Linked DNA regions of Mus musculus: region 2 is linked to region 1. Evidence: chromatin contacts called from public HiChIP or PLAC-seq data. All regions are on one chromosome and are shown on one strand. Each heading gives the region's core, a stretch centred on a gene start, on an enhancer-like site or on the middle of the called end of the contact. The rest is flanking DNA. Distances are from core to core; before and after follow the strand shown.

What was found. HiChIP or PLAC-seq counts read pairs in DNA pulled down with a chosen protein or histone mark.
Region 2: an HNF4G HiChIP or PLAC-seq map of pancreatic cancer cells shows a contact between it and region 1. The contact joins the enhancer-like site here to the promoter of Cenpv in region 1. A contact is called at or near these places in 2 of 39 promoter capture datasets (hippocampal neurons and pre-B cells), 2 of 115 datasets of contacts at active chromatin or transcription factors (embryonic stem cells and pancreatic cancer cells) and 3 of 9 other capture datasets (adipose tissue, liver and pancreatic islet).

Annotation. Positions count from the first base shown.
Region 1 is chr11:62,537,810-62,540,746 of GRCm38.p6, reverse strand. Cenpv (centromere protein V) reads left to right here and starts at 1,486. Exons shown (of 5, transcript NM_028448.1): 1 at 1,486-1,891. The coding sequence starts at 1,542.
Region 2 is chr11:62,623,276-62,626,212 of GRCm38.p6, reverse strand. All of the region lies in intron 1 of Lrrc75a (leucine rich repeat containing 75A), which reads left to right. Among named protein-coding and RNA genes, the nearest start is that of Lrrc75aos1, 10 kb to the left of the region's middle. Within about 2 kb of position 1,397, at least 140 of the 459 cell types and tissues checked have an H3K27ac peak or open chromatin away from gene starts, as enhancers often do. A contact at or near this core is called in hippocampal neurons and pancreatic cancer cells, where this site is marked.

The DNA of each region.
Region 1 (2,937 bases), core at 237-2,736:
ACATGCTATTTTTGAAATGACATTCAAAGATAGGCTAAAGTAGTGTGGTAGATCACACCTGTGATTCTAGCACTTGGGAGGTTGAGGCTGGAGAATAGGTACAGGTTTGAAGCCAGCCTTAGCTACTTAGTGAGTCTAGGACTAGACTAGGCTAAAGAATGAAGCCCTGACTCAAACAAGCCCGGCAGCCAAGTAAAGGTGCCTGTCACCAGACAGCTTGTTTGGTGCAAGAAGAGAACTCATGGTGTAGACTGTCTTCTGCTCCCCATGCACCCGCATACTTCGCTCTCCTCCTGAATAAAGATTTTTAAAACTGTAATGTGTATCAGGAGGTGGAGGCAGGCAGATCACAGTGAGCTAAGATAAACCTGAGCCTTATTCGTGAGTTCCAGGCCAGCCAGGGCTACACGGTTAGACCTTGTCTCTAAATACACAAAACAGGCGAAAGTAAGTCACAGTGAGAAAAAGCCAAAACAAAACAGTGGTCACTTCTGCTTGCTTTTTGGAGATAGTCTAGATGTGGCTAGGATATGCCACATCTGAATTGGTGCATGCAAATCTGTACATTTAAGATACGGGCACAAAGGAAACACCAAAACAAATTATGCATCTAGGAAGTTTCAATTATTGAGAACTTTGTGTTAAAACTTAATGAGGATTTATGAATTAATCAAGCTGTATTTGGGAAAACCCATATTTTCATCATTAAAGATAATAAATGGACTCTATATTGTAATAAAATCAACAAAAACAGAACTAAGTTGAAAAATGAAAAATGCACCAAAAACGAGTAAAAGAAAACGTTTCTTTAAAAGTGTGAGAACAACTGAAAGGGTTTGGAGACTATCTGGGATACCGCAGTGGATGGTTCTTGGGATTTTTGTCTTTAAACGTCAATACGGTATTCTGCAAAAGCTTATGAATGGAATGTAATCCTGGATCCATTTACTTAAAATTGAAAACAAAATCTAGGGCTGGGAATGTGGCTCAGTGCAAGAGTGCTTTCTCAAAGCTGTGGGTCCTATTCTCAGTTCTGCAAAACCACCAAAAAACCTGTTGACCATTGATCAAACTGACTCCAGCTGTCATTTATGCTTCCAGTAGCAGATATCCGACAATTTACATACTACGTTAGCTCACATTAGGTACATGATGGCCTCTGCCAAGTTGGTAGTGTTACCACCTTGGAAACCACGAAGTCACCCAAGCGTGCCAGCTCTGATGTGGCCGTGAATTTATGAACTGAGGCCTGACCCAGGTCCCCAGTTAGAAATGTGTGGTTGGAGTCAGTGGAGGCTGGAAGCTCCTTCGCTGATCAAACGGGCACCGCTACCTGCAAGCGCAGGTGCAGGCGCGGTCTCGTTAGACCCTCAGCGCTCGGCCGGCCCCACGGCCAGGGTCTCTTAGTTGGGTCCCTAGCTCGCGTGTTCCGGAGCGCCGCGCACCACCCCCGGGGCCTTCAGGTTGTCGGAGGCGGGGACGCGCATCGGCCGGCGGGAGCGCGCAGAGCCGAGAGGCCTGCGAGCCCGGCTGAGGGAGACATGCGGCGGACTCGCAGTGCCGTGGCCACCGGCCCGCGGGAGCAGCGGCGCTCGGGGGCCACCGGGGGCTTGAGCGGCGGCGAAAGCCGCGCGCAGCGCTCCCGGAGCAGGACTAGGGCCGGGGCCGGGGGCGGGGGCGGGGCGGTCGGTCCGCAGCCGTCGGCAAAGCCGCGGCCCAAGCCACCGCCGCGGGCCCAGGAGGCGGCCGCCGAGGAGCCACCGCCGGCGGTCACCCCCGCCGCCTCGGTGTCGGCGCTCGACCTGGGGGAGCAGCGGGAGCGCTGGGAGACGTTCCAGAAGCGGCAACGGCTCAGCTTCGAGGGCGCCGCCAAGCTGCTGCTGGACACCTTGTGAGTGTGTCGGGGGCGGCGGGCCGGCACACGCGAGGTGCGCACGGGCGGCGGGACCCGAGGGCTGAGTGCTGAGCCGTTGGCGGGCTGCTCCGGACGGTGTCGGGCTGAGTGCGCGGAAGGGCCCCTCAGGGTGAAAAAACAGACATCCCCCGGCTTGCCAGCTACCAAGACCGTTTTACCCGTTTTTGCACGTGCTTTCGGGGAGTGGGCGGGAGGAAAGGTCGAAGTGGAGAATTTAGTGACCCGAGGAGCGAAGGCCGGTTGTTCTAATCAGTTCCCCGGAGGGAGGGTGCAGGGTGCGGTTATTGATCTCGGAGGGAAAGGCGCGCAAAGCGTTGTCCAGGACGGGCGCTTGCAGGGGGAATGGGGAGTTAAGGTGTTATGTTCTCATCCCCGGTCCGGGCTGGCAGCTCCCCCAGTCTGTGCTTCTGAAGTGCTTCCAGCTTCTTTGGTGGCCTAAGGAGCAGATCTGAGGTCCGTTATTGGGGAAAAGAGCTGATGACTACTCTGGCCAGATGCCTGCTCTTTGGCAAATGTAATGTGAACCCCTTCCTCCTTTACCCATTGTGCTCCGAGAAAAACCCAGTACCCTTGTCTTATAGCCCTCACTCGCAGATGAATTAAAAAGAACAATAAAAGACAAAGAAAACTAACGTTAACCCAACAATTGTTTAACAACCTGAACTACTTTTCATAACAACAAGATGCTCTTTTGTCTTTGTCCCAGAATTAGTTCTCTTGGTTTTGGTGGATCCTCTAAGAACTGGAGTATTTAGTTAGCTTTCTATCTGTTTCGTTTATTCAATTTTATCCCCTTGGGCTATAAATTGAATGCTTTAAAACATTAAAACAAAAATCAGTTAAAACTTAAAAAAAATGAAATATAACACGGAGTACCTGTTGTGTACTAGCTACTGGGAGATCTAAATGATACTATATAAAACTCAGTAGAGCTGGGCACAGTAGCACATGCCGACAATCCTAGCATTCAGGAGGCCGAGGCGGAGGAGTACAGTGATTTCAAGTGCAGCCTGGGCTACAGA
Region 2 (2,937 bases), core at 148-2,647, 86 kb before region 1:
GCTCTTGCAGAGGACCTAGGTTCTGTTCCCATCATGCACATGGCAGTTCACAACCATCTGTAACTCCAGTTCCTGGGAATGCAGTGCCCTCTTCTGACTTCCCTGGTACCAGGCACACACACAGGGCACGTGCATTGAAGCAAGCACTCATTCACATAAAATAAAAATAAGTAAATGTTGGGGGCAGGGTGTGTTTTGATTTTTGTTTCTGTATCCCTGGCTGTCCTGGACCTCACTCAGTAGACTGGGTGCCAGGATAAAAGGTGTGAGCCACCATGCCTGGCTAAGTAAATCTTTTCTTCCTTTCTTTTTTTAAGGAGGAGGGTCTCTAAAGGGCTTACCTATATTAACTTAAAATTAGTAACAATAGGGAGAAGGCAACATTGTGGAAAGATCTATAATTACAGTAGATAACAAAGGAGAAGGAAGTTCAGAATACAGAGAGACAGGAAGCAGGTGTGATTGCCCAGTGCCTGAGAGGGGAGACATGGGATTGGGGTCATGGTCACAAAGTTTCTTGGTAATGAAAATCTTCTAAAATGTATCATGGTGGTTGTACAAAGCTTCACTTTAGGATTGGCTTTGTTGTTGTTGTTTTGGTTTTGGTTTGTGTGTGTGTGTGTGCTGAGGGTTGAACCCAACGCCTCACAGATGCAGAGTATTAGGGAGGCCAGAGGAGGGCCCTGGATTCCTTGGCTACTCTGCCCTGAGCTATATACCTCAGCCCCAGAGTGTGTCCTATGGATGAATAAATTGTGTGGATTATATCTCAACAAAGCTGGGTGGGGTTGTGTGTGTGTGTGTGTAACTTTAAATTTTTTATAATAAATTTGCATAAGAGAAAAATAGATTTTTATGAAAGTAACTGAATTTTCCAAAGGGAATAAAGACATAAGAAGAGAGGCTGTTTCCCGTTGTGAACGGCTGCTACCCTGCTTTCCCCCAACAGCCGGTTTCCAGGCCTGCTGCAGCTGCCTTCAAGCTGTCACAGCAGGTTGTTTGGGACAGGGATCTATACAGAGCCCAATATGACGCAAGTTATGTCCCTGGAAGAGGCCCTTGAAGAGCCTCATTTTTCCAAAGGGCCTCAGGCTCCTCCCCTGGTCTTTAGACCTTGGAATGTGCTGTTCGGCCTTCCAGAATGGATGTATACTTGCCCTTTGGAAGCCATAGCCTTGGCTCTAAGCCCATCATTGCTTGTCCCATTGCAAAATGTCTCCAAACCTGCTTATCTGAGCTAGTGTCATATGGGGCTCGCCTCCTTGAGATGCCCTGTGTGCCTGTCACCTTTAGGCACTGCAGGAAGCAGTTAGCGGCTTGGGGCTAGCCCAGCTACACCCTCCTAAGGGAGCTCCCATCAGCAGTGACTCAGTGCTGTTTGAGAGACTCACCCAGACTGTCTGATGAGCAGCCATCTGTGCGCATGGTTCCTAGAGATATGCTGTTCTCTAGTGAGGACACAGTGAAGAAGAGGAGAGCCTCCTGAGTGCCTCCCTGTTGCAAGGCAACAGCCCCTCCAAGGCCAGCCACATCTGGATTTGATTTTTCCAGTTCCCTCACACAACACTGGTACCTTCATGCCTACAGTCAGGGGAGCTGGCTTCCCCAGGGCCATGGCAAAAGTTGCAGCCATCTGGGGATACCCTGAGGAGCTAATTAGCTCTCCTCCCTCACATCCAGTTTATGGACTGTGATACAAAAGTCCCCAGTGAACTGACTTAGAGGAAGAGACACAGAAAAGATACCCAGGTACCGTGATATGCCCTTGTAACACAAGTGTGCTTGGACCCAGGCCAGGCCGGAAATTGAACAAGCAGTAAAATAGCAGCCTTTGCCCAGCCCCGGGCTGGTGTTTCCTACTGTAGCCTTTGGACCTTTGGGAGGCCCACCCCAGCTAAAAATTCTTCAGGAAGGTGATACCCTGTGACTCAGTTACCCAACTTCTCCCCTCCTGGAGGGGGCATCTTTCTTCCACCCTTTCCAACTCTGGGATGCCAGTGAGACACCGTAGAGACAGCCATTGTCTGCCATGGGGCTCCTGAGTTGAAGGGTAAAGGAGACAGCTAAGGATAGCCCTGGAGAGATGCAGTCTGCACCCAGTCTGACCTGCCCAGTCTCCAGTGGTCTTTCTTGGTCTTTCTAAGAATATGATGGCCCCACATGGCTTGGCATATGGGGGCTTGTAGACATGGGACCCAGTGTGGCAAGACAGAGGACAAGAAGCCTACCCACCTTCTCGGTGGTTTTCAACTCTTCTTTGGCAGCACTTTGATTTTTTTATTTGTTTGAGACCAAGAGCTGCTCTGCCCCCATCCCGTCCCCAGTAACACCTGCCTACCCCAGGACCTTAGAACACAGTTTAATAACTTGTAGTTGATCTGCCATTTCACAATCAGGAAAAAACACATCCCAAGGAGAGGGTCCCTCACCCACAGACCTACAGTAAGCCAAGGGGATTACAGAGTTCTGAGAGCATCGCCCCCAAGGACAGATGTACTCAGGAGAGGGGCAGAGCCTAGCATTAAGTCAACAGCCAAAGGGGAGCAAGCAGAACAGATGAAAAAGAAAACCCTTAGCTGGCCATGGCCTGTACTCCCAGTGGTTGGGAAGCTAAGTTAGGAGGGTTGCAAGTTCGAGGCCAGCCTGGGCTGCACAGTAAAGGGGAAGGGAAAGGAAAAGAAAGAAGGGAGCCTTGAATGCTAGGCCCCTTTGACCACATGGCCTTCTGATGCCCTTGGAATTGAGGCCTTCCCAGCTTCCAGTCAGGGTGAGGCCTGTCTTCCTCATTCTTAACACACCCTCCTGACCACAGGGCCAACCTGGAGTTCCTATGCCAAGGACCCGATTCCTGTGTTTTCTGAAGTTACTGGCTTTCAGTACATTTTCAGATGGGTCTGTGGGCCAAAGGAGTTGCATGGTGTGGTAGTGAAGAAGTGA